Linked DNA regions of Pan troglodytes: regions 1 and 3 are each linked to region 2. A link is a contact called in public HiChIP or PLAC-seq data. All regions are on one chromosome and are shown on one strand. The core of a region is the stretch at or near the end of the contact, and the rest is flanking DNA. Distances in the headings are between cores, read along the strand shown.

Region 1 (3,207 bases), core at 548-3,047, 420 kb before region 2:
ACTTCCTTGTCTAAAACCCTCTACCAGCTCCCAGCATGCCTTATGAGTGAACAACAAATTCATGTAGGCTGTGAGCCACCTTCCTAGCCTCCCCACAGGCCCTATTGGTCACCCTCTCCAGTGTGACCACGTGACTGTGTGCTGCAGCATCCTTTGGCTGGGATGCCTCGCTTCCTTCTCAGATCAGTAACCTCATCCTTGAGGATGGAAAGGCTCATATGTCACCTCCTCTACCCCAGCTCATACTGGTGTTTCTCCTTCGTGCTCCTTGCTATACCTCCTTAGTATCACTTAGCGTGGTGAATTATATTATCTGTTTTTGTGCCCCTCTTCCAGCAGAATGTGTCCTGTCATCCACATAATGCCTGCTCTATGACATAAGTGAAATATACAATTTAGAGTGCAGGCTCTGGAGCCAGAGTGCCAGGGTTCAAATCCTAGCTTTCTTGCTGTGTCACCTTAGGCAATATACTTAAATCTCCCCAATCCTATGCATATATAGCTGAAAAAAGTAGAAAACAATAGTTTAAACATCAAAAAGTTATTTTTGTTTTGTTTGGGACAGGGTCTCCCTCTGTCACTCAGGCTGGAATGCAGTGGCAGGATCAAGCGATCCTCCCGCCTCAGCCTCCCAAAGTGCCGGGATTACAGGCAGGAGCCATGGCACCGGGCCCTCAAAGGGTTATTAGAAAGACAAAAGATAATGTACATGAAGTGCTTAGCACTCTCCCTGGGGTAGCAGTGATAGAAAAATACAAATAATCATAATATTAATAGTAACAGCAGCAGCAGGAGAAAAGTAATATTAATAGCTAACACTGACTCAGCCCTTACTGTATGTGAGGCATATGCAGAGACCCTTACACGTGCCACTCATTTTGCGTCCACTACATCACGCGTTGGGTACTGTTATTGTCACCATCCCCATTTTTGCGTATGAGAAAACTGAGAGCACAGAAAGCTTGAGTAACTGCCCCAAAGTCACACTACAGAACCAGAATCTCAGCCAGATTCCAGAGGCCTAACTTTTACTGACCACAATTAGATGCCTGAGTGAGCAAGAAATGCTAAATTATCTGGCAACCTGTAAATGTTTTAAGGGACCGGAACAAATCTGTCCAAGGAAAACTGCTAAAATGTGCTCAGATGAGGAAATTCACCAAATCGCTGGGTAGCGTAAGCATGAATGCTTTCTCTTTCCTCCTGAATTTTGTTTTGCTGCTTCCCAAGTTTTCCGGAGCTCGGAGGGAACAAGGTGCGAAAGTAAACCCTGACGGGGAGCCGCCCCGCCCCAGAGCCCAGGGCCCAACGCCGGCATGCCCCGTCCAAGTCTACCCGCCCCTCACGTTGAAGGCAGGCAGTTGCCCTTCGGGCGCGCGATGCAGCTCGCGGATCAGTTCCATGGCTTTTTCGCAGAACATGGCGGACGCTTCCCACTCCCGCGGCCTTGCCAACCACCAGCTCTCACGCCAAAATGGTATCTGCGCTCTCGGCGCCTCACTCCTTTCGTTCTAGTCCTACAGCGCCAGGCTCTCGCCTCGGCCTCCGCTCCGCGCTTTGGCGCCGAACAAAGCTAGCCAATAGGAACGCGCTTACGGCGCCCGAAAAGGGACATCCACCGCTCAGCCGCATTCCAAGAGGGGCGGAGTGGGAGGGGTCTTTCCAAGGTGAGGTCCCCGCCCCGGAGATGGGAGAACCCCTCGGCTGAGCAGAGACGGCTTTTCGAGTTCTCAGGCAGTGGGCCGGGGGACTCTACGGGCAGCAGAGCTGGAAATAAATGCACGCCCCGCAGCTTCCTTCTCATTTTCCTTTTGATTCATTCATTCTCGTTTAGGTTCAAGAAAGGAGCATTTTGAGGTTAAGAGGAAAGGCCCAAAAACTTGGTGTGCATTGGTAGGACGCAAGGGTTTCAGTTTTGCAGTGCGGGTTTTCTGTTTGATATTAAAATGAAACTATCTTTTATTGGGTACCTAGTGCTGGTAGGGACTGCAGTGTGTATTTCATTCCCACAATTATCTCTGAAGTGTTTTAAGACCTGGGATTAATAAGGAAACAGAAGTTAGGTAACTTGCCCAAGGTCACACAGCTCCAGAGTGATTAGACTGTTATTTAGGCTTTCCATTTCCAACACCACAGTACCACCCTTTGATTTTAAAATAGTCTTTTAAAAATATTTGTAATATCTGCCCTAGATTAATACGAATTCACTAGGAATTTTTCTTGGCTAGATGGTTATGGAATATTTCTTAAGCATATAGAAGATGGGAATCAATGCTAAAGAATTGTTTTATTAGGCAATTTTTCAAAAAGCAATGTTAATTTCTAACAAGCAATCTTGGATTTTTTTTTTTTGAGACGGAGTCTCGCTCTGTCGCCCAGGCTGGAGTGCAGTGGCGCGAACTCGGCTCACTGCAAGCTCCGCCTCCCGGGTTCACGCCATTCTCCTGCCTCAGCCTCCCGAGTAGCTGAGACTACAGGTGCCCGCCACCACGCCCGGCTAATTTTTTGAATTTTTTAAGTAGAGACGGGGTTTCACCGTGTTAGCCAGGACGGTCTCGATCTCCTGACCTCGTGATCCGCCCCCCTCGGCCTCCCAAAGTGCTGGGATTACAGGCATGAGCCACCGCAACCGGCGCAATCTTGGATTAATTCTAGCTAACCCTAGAAACTATGTTGATCTTTTGCAAATATACAGTAGATATGTCATCTAAGGAATGGGCATGGGAATGGCCTACTCAGGCTTATGTTGAATAATGACATTGCCTTTTTTTTTTTTTTTGGAGACAGGGTCTTAACTCCCGTTACCCAGGTGGAGTGCAGTGGCGCCATCTCAGCTCACTGCAGCCTCCACTTCCCGGGCTGAGGTGATTTTCCCCCCTCAGCCCTCAGAGTAGCTGGGACTACAGGCTCAGGCCACCACACCTGGCTATTTTGTATTTTAAGTAGAGACAAGGTTTCACCATGTTGGCCAGTCTGGTCTACAACTCTTGAGCTCAAGGGATCCGTCCGCCTGGGCCTCCCAAAGTGCTGGAATTACAGCGTGAGCCACCGCGCCCAGCAAACATTGCCTTTTTGAAACCGCCTTTGAAAAAATTATAATAGAGAAAATTATTACAGTGAAAGAGATCTGACCTAACTGGCTCCATCTTGCTTCTAACCGCCAAGCCATCCTTGTGCATTCCTGGGCTTAGGGCGAATTAACTTGGG
Region 2 (2,942 bases), core at 258-2,757:
ATGTTTAAAGTGCCTTGAAGACAAAGAGGAAGATTTCTGCTTGGGAAACTGGGAGAAGAATTTTCAGCAAGGATACCTGAAGTGGGTCCTGAATGATAAAAATAATTGGCCAAGTGGAGGTGAAGGAGAGTGTATCACAGGAAGAAGGAACCTCAAGGACAAAGGCAGTCAGGCATGAGATTAGACATGGTAAGCAATCCTGAATGTCTGAAATGGGGGGTGGGGAGCAAGAGGGATAGTCCAGACAGGCAGGAAGGCGTGAGATCATACAGTACTTTGTTAACACTATCCCTGATTTAATAGCTGTATTGGCTATTCTCAATGACACAGAATGAAGTAAAATGTTGCCGAGGCCTGAATTATTACCTGGGATCTCTGGAGAACTGGATTTGCACAGCTCTCCACTTCCCTCAAGCTGGTTCTTCAGCTCTTTGAATGAATAAATAAAAAGCATTCACATGGAATTCTAGTGCCATCTAGCATTTAAAAAGGTAAAGGCATCTAGCATTTAAAAAGGTAAAAGCCTCCAAGAGGAAATTATTTTTTAACACTGCATTTTGAACGTGGCTTTTCCAGAGATAATTCCTCGTGCCACTGGTAACGGGCGTTGATTTCTTCTGCCTGTCACTTCCTCCAGATTTGATTCCTCTTTGAATCCCTGTGCCTCTCAAATGCTCTCACAAGATCCAGTTCTTCCCTTTTGAAGCAATTATTACGTTTGATAATTTTACGTCTATTTTATGATGATGATCTGATTAAAGTCATCTTTCCCACTAGTTTAATTTCTATAAGGAGGGGCCTTGTCTGTGATTTGCCCACCATCATCTCCCAGCACCTGGGAACATTTCTGGTTTCCTGCAATACTGTTGAAAGAACAATGCCTCTCTATGCTTTCTTAAACTTTGTTAGTGATAATTTCTGCTTCTACCTGGACTTTACTTAAGGGTAATCCTTAATAAACTTTATCAAAACTTAATAAACTTTATCAAATGTCTGTTGTAATCGTCAAAAAAAGATTTAATACTCAACATCTGGCCTTAACCAGAGGGAAACATTTTCTAGCCCAAGTTTTCCCCTTAACCGGATGAGTCGGGGAAGGATGTAATTTTCAGGCAGAGGTGACTTCGTTCCAAGGGTGTGAATGCATTATTTTTGACGCTGCCTGTAAGAGCAGGGTCGCTGACATTTAATAAACAGCGCCATCCTCTCCAACGATAAAAGTGGCCAACATCTCGTGCTAGCAATTCCCAAGTGCGTCATGAGCATCCCCGTCCTCAGAAACGTGAGACGAAGGCGGCATGCGCAGGGACTGGGCTAGATGAACCCGAGGTTGAACCACTCGCGTTCTGGGCCCCGGAGTCCGAGACAAGCGGGGACTTCGGCAGCTCCCGGTGCTATCTCTGAGCGAGTTCCGAGCCCCGCTTCCGGGCGGTCAGAATCCGCCTCACAGCGCCGAGCAGCGACGCGCTGGGGACCGCCAGCCCATGAGGCCGGAAGGGGCGGGGAGAACGCTGCGGAATGGTCCCTTGGGCGCAACGTCATTTCCGCGTACGGGGGGGGGCGGGCCTGGAGCCTGAGCCGGCGCCGCTCAGTGTGGGGTGGTTTCTGCGGGTGAGGCTGGCGCCCGTACCATGAGCGAGGCGGACGGGCTGCGACAGCGCCGGCCTCTGCGGCCGCAGGTCGTCACAGACGATGATGGCCAGGCCCCGGAGGCTAAGGACGGCAGGTAGGCCGGACTCCCAGACTGGGCGCTGGAGCCGGGCCGCTAGGAGTGGAGGGCGACCCTCTTGGACAGCGGCGACGGCAGTAACAGTAACCTGGGGATGCGGTGCCGAGCGCGTTGTCAGAGCCCTCTCGTTTCATCCCCAAGAAAAACTCATTTTTCCGAGGAGGAAGCAGGCTCCGACAAGGCGGATGTACCTGCCAGGTCTTTCAGGTTCGGGTGCACCCTGCGCCCAGTCGCCGCGTTGTCCTCGGCTCTCCGGACCCGAGACCGCCTCGCGCCGCTCCTGTGCCTTCCCTCCCTCACTCCTGCCCCACCCTGCATAGCGGTTGCTTCCTCGCCTTTCCCTCGCTCCCCTCGCGCTGTCCTTCCTTTGGCTTAAATGATCCCCCTGGGCACAGCTACCTGGCCAGGGCCCTGCGTCTTCCTGGTTCCCCGCCCGCAATTTCCCGAAGGGAGGAGGTCCCACGAGATGCTGGGGTCCTGCCTCGTTATCCGGCGAAGAGATGGCTTCTACACTTGCTCTTCTGCACCTGCCCCCCTCACGCTGCGTGACCAGTCCTCACCGCGGTTCTTGGAAAGAGTGGAGAACAGAAGTGACATTGTAGGCAATTTTTGCGAGAATTCAGCCTGGCAGTTTTTCCTGATAGGGATGGAGAAACATAGGAAACTGTAGTTGTTGACACCTAAGAAATATCAGGTTTTGCCCTTTGCCTCCTCTCCCATCTTCCAGAATCTAAGAATACTGTGTTTTGTTAGCTAAAAACTGAATCATGATTCGTAAACATAGATTTCAATATAAGATACTTAAAATTCACTTTTCAATTCTGTGTCCTGAGTTTCATAACTTTTAAGTTTCAGGGAGAATCAAGAGGCCCCATAGACCAAGCTTGAAGTTGTGGAACTGATTGACTTATATTTGATAGAAATATTGGAAATATTTGTTCATCAGTAGTGTGCCAAGAGGTGGTGGGGTACATATGAATGAGAGGCAGTTTTTGCCCCTGTAGACTGAGTTTATTGACTGATGATAAGAGGAACACATCTGAAGGAGAGCGATGGCAGGAAGGAGCATTTAGGCTCTAGAGAGGCAATTTAGATAGAAGACTTTGCGGTGATAGTTGACTCCTTGGGCCAGTGAAAAGGTCGGGAAGATGCTCCCATATATCCTGACCAACCATCCTGCGTTGCCCTGGACTGGGGTTTCCAAGGATGTAGA
Region 3 (3,102 bases), core at 260-2,759, 260 kb before region 2:
AGTGCTCACTGCCTAGATGTACACTGCAAGTAAAATCTTTGCCAAGTGGCTTCAGGTCTGGAAGTGTGTCTTCCTCACCAGTTCTCCCTCTACGTTAGTGTAGTAGAAAGACAATTCTCCATGGTCAAGAGTTTAAAAGCAAACGACAACAACAAAAAACTGGCAACAGGGGGCTGTGCAAGACTACCATGTACCTATCAAACTGAAAACTACCATCCTATCCATTGATCTGCAAAGCTGTTTATCAGTGAAAAAGTTACAAATGTTTACGAATGAAACAGAAAATCTAAAAAACTGTATGTGCATTACACTTTTTAAAAATGTGTATGTATATTTAGGAATACCAAAAACACAGCAAGAACACAGGCCCATAGTAAACATGGTTAAGAGTAACGGGGACAATCAGTGACTTTAACGTTTCACTACTCAAACAAATTTTTGCAAGACATAAAAAGTAACAATTAGTAAGATGATCTCTGTCAACTTCAACCCAAGCAAATTTCTCCAAGGGAGGTGTGGGAACCTCTGGACAGAGCCTTCTTCGAGGGCTCCATCTCCATCTCTGAGCTTCATACCCCTCCCTGCGTGAAGCAGGCATCTTCAGTGATTTTCTTCTAAGCAGCGTACACAAAAAAAAGTCTCACAATTCCCTGCAGATTACCGAGCTCACCCCATTCCAACCCACAAGGCTGCCCAGGCCTGGTTCCAGTCCCATTTTCTCCCACAGGCTGCTGCAGGAAAACAAAGAGTGGCTGGAGGCAGGGGCGGGGAGCACGGGCTCTGCAGCCAGCGCGGAAGCGCACGGCCAGAAAGAGACCAGGAACGTCCGCCAGGCTCCCGGGCTCAGCATCATCTGCGGGGGACGGCGGACCCCGCCAGGCGCGGGCTCCCAGTGGGGCGGACCCGTGGCCGCGGCCCTGCGCAGGGGACGCCCGGCCCCCGCCGACTGCGGCTTCCAGGCGACTCCCCAGTCGGCTGTGCCTGGCCGCCGGCCGGCTAGGGGCGCGGGTAACGCCCGACGGGCCGCCCCGCAGAGACCCCCGCTGGCGCGGCTCCGGGACCGGCGCCCTCTCAGCGGGCCCGGGCGCACAGGGCGGGGCAGCGCCTCACCTTGGGGTCGCGCTCGTAGTAGTGCTGCTGCGTGCGGATCCAGCGGCCCACGAGGTGGTCGCGCACCGTGTGCGCCAGCGCGAAGAAGTAGTCGCGGGGCGTGGCCACATTGCGGTCCTTGACCAGCGTGAAGTGCAAGTGCCGGTTGAAGCTCTTCCGCACCTCGGCCACGTCGCCTAGCCCCGCCAGGCCGCGCACGCTGATCTGCTTCCGCTTCTCGCTGTCCGTCAGCGGCTTCGCCATCGCGCCGGCGGAGGCGGAGGAAAAGAGATGGAGGAGGAAAGCGGCGGCACACGCGAACGCCGGGATGGTGCAGCTGCTCTGGCGCCGCTGCTCTGGCGCCCGGCACTGCGGCTCTGCGGGCGGGATGGGCCGCGCCTGCGCGCCGCGCCGGGGCGGGGCCTCGGGAGGGCGGGGCGGGCGTCCAGGCTCATAGCTGAGATCGCTGGTGTAGTCCGAGGCGGCAGCTACCTGTCCACGCCACCTGAGAGTGGTGTTTGCCCCCTCGTTGGGCAAGCCCGGCAGAAAGTGGGAGCGACTGGAGGGGGCAAGGGACCCGGGGCCTCGGAGCGTGCCGTCGTGGCCGCGCCTGCCAGCCCGGGGACGGTGCGGGAAGGGGGCCCTGCCCTCCGGCCCTCGGGTTCCTGGAACCTGCCCTCCCGCCCTGCACCGGGTCACCAGGTGCCCCGCGGGAGCGCGCTGGGCTCGGGCTGTGGCCGAGACCTGGTACACGTTCGGGGAAACTGATTACAGCTTGAAAGGCATCCACCAACGCCTGCTGGGCCCGGTCTTCTCTGTCCGGGGCAGGGCGGCTCTGAAAATACCAGCTACTTGCTTGCCACTCCAGGCCGATGACAGACGTGGAGAAAACCAGCTGCCAGCGAGCTGGAGACGCCCGTTCCCGAGGGCGCGAGGCAGCCACAGCCAAGTGCCACCACGACCCCGCCTCGGAGGGACCGCAGCCCCCTAGCCCTCGGAGAAACCCTGTTCCCGAAACCACCCGGCAGACGCTGTCCGCTTTGAGATTACAGCAGGGAGAAGGAAACATGCCCGTCTGGCCGGGGAGCTCAGCCACTAACCGAGACTTAGCCTCTGTCATCCCAATCCAGGCTGCAGCTCCAGCTAGGGGGCGTCTGCACACAGCTTCCCGCACTTGGCCCCGCGGAACACAGTCCTGCTGGCCTCAGCCTGTGGGAACCCTGCTTCATGTAAAGGTCACCTAAACTCTGCCTTCCCTCAACCCCTTCAAACTCTGCCTTTCCCTTCGTTCTTGGGAGGCGCTCCCTCATTGCAGTGGGTCAGTACACCCGATTTTGTGGGACCACAGGTTTGCTCCTGGTGGTCTTGGGCTGAAGGGGCTGCAAAGGTTACTGAATTTCATGGAGGTAAAAATTGCCCGCAGGAGATGTCATGAAAGTCCAGGTGCAGTAGGTTTCCTGGTGTGATGCTTCAAAGTTATCTTCTTACCTGGAGCCCCTTCCAGCTGCAGACTTCAGAGGTCGGAGGTTAATCAATCTGGAATGACCCCACAGCCCACCCAGCTCCAGCTCGGGATTCACTCCTGCACTATGTCCTAGGGATTCTGGAGCCAACAAGATCGAACTTCGGGCACAGATGGCAGGGCTGTGGGGTCCAGCTTGGCTGCAAGCTCCGAACACTGATGCAATCTCTCTGAGGGTGATCTGGCAATTCAGAAGTCATAAAAATGATAGTGCCCTATGACCACTTCTACCACTCTGGGGAATTGAGTTCAAGGAAAGCTTAAGAAGACAAAAAGCAAGTTATGCAAATATGTTTTCTGCTGTGGTGTGGTAAAGTTTAATCCCCCAGCTGTGGTGCACACCTGGCAAAGAATGGAGGCGCTGACACTTATTGATCATTACTTGCAGTGTACACGTATTAACTCCTGATCCCTGCAAATAGCCTGCTATTACCCCCGCTTGACAATGGAGAAGGTGAGCCACAGAGAAGTTAACTCTTCCCTAAGCCCAC

Evidence for each region. HiChIP or PLAC-seq counts read pairs in DNA pulled down with a chosen protein or histone mark.
Region 1: an H3K4me3 HiChIP or PLAC-seq map of stem cell-derived excitatory neurons shows a contact between it and region 2, with 5 times the contacts expected there. The contact joins the promoter of GINS1 here to the promoter of APMAP in region 2. A contact is called at or near these places in 3 of 7 Hi-C or Micro-C datasets (blood, a lymphoblastoid cell line and stem cell-derived neural progenitor cells) and 1 of 1 datasets of contacts at active chromatin or transcription factors (stem cell-derived excitatory neurons).
Region 3: a contact with region 2 is called in an H3K4me3 HiChIP or PLAC-seq map of stem cell-derived excitatory neurons, with 7 times the contacts expected there. The contact joins the promoter of PYGB here to the promoter of APMAP in region 2. A contact is called at or near these places in 1 of 7 Hi-C or Micro-C datasets (stem cell-derived neural progenitor cells) and 1 of 1 datasets of contacts at active chromatin or transcription factors (stem cell-derived excitatory neurons).

The regions. Positions count from the first base shown.
Region 1 is chr21:31,940,491-31,943,697 of NHGRI_mPanTro3-v2.0_pri, reverse strand. GINS1 (GINS complex subunit 1) reads right to left here and starts at 1,797. Exons shown (of 8, transcript XR_001712165.4): 1 at 1,347-1,797.
Region 2 is chr21:31,518,405-31,521,346 of NHGRI_mPanTro3-v2.0_pri, reverse strand. It overlaps APMAP (adipocyte plasma membrane associated protein), which reads left to right and starts at 1,507. Exons shown (of 9, transcript XM_514556.9): 1 at 1,507-1,726. The coding sequence starts at 1,632.
Region 3 is chr21:31,778,887-31,781,988 of NHGRI_mPanTro3-v2.0_pri, reverse strand. PYGB (glycogen phosphorylase B) reads right to left here and starts at 1,509. Exons shown (of 20, transcript XM_016937584.3): 1 at 1,111-1,509. The coding sequence starts at 1,353.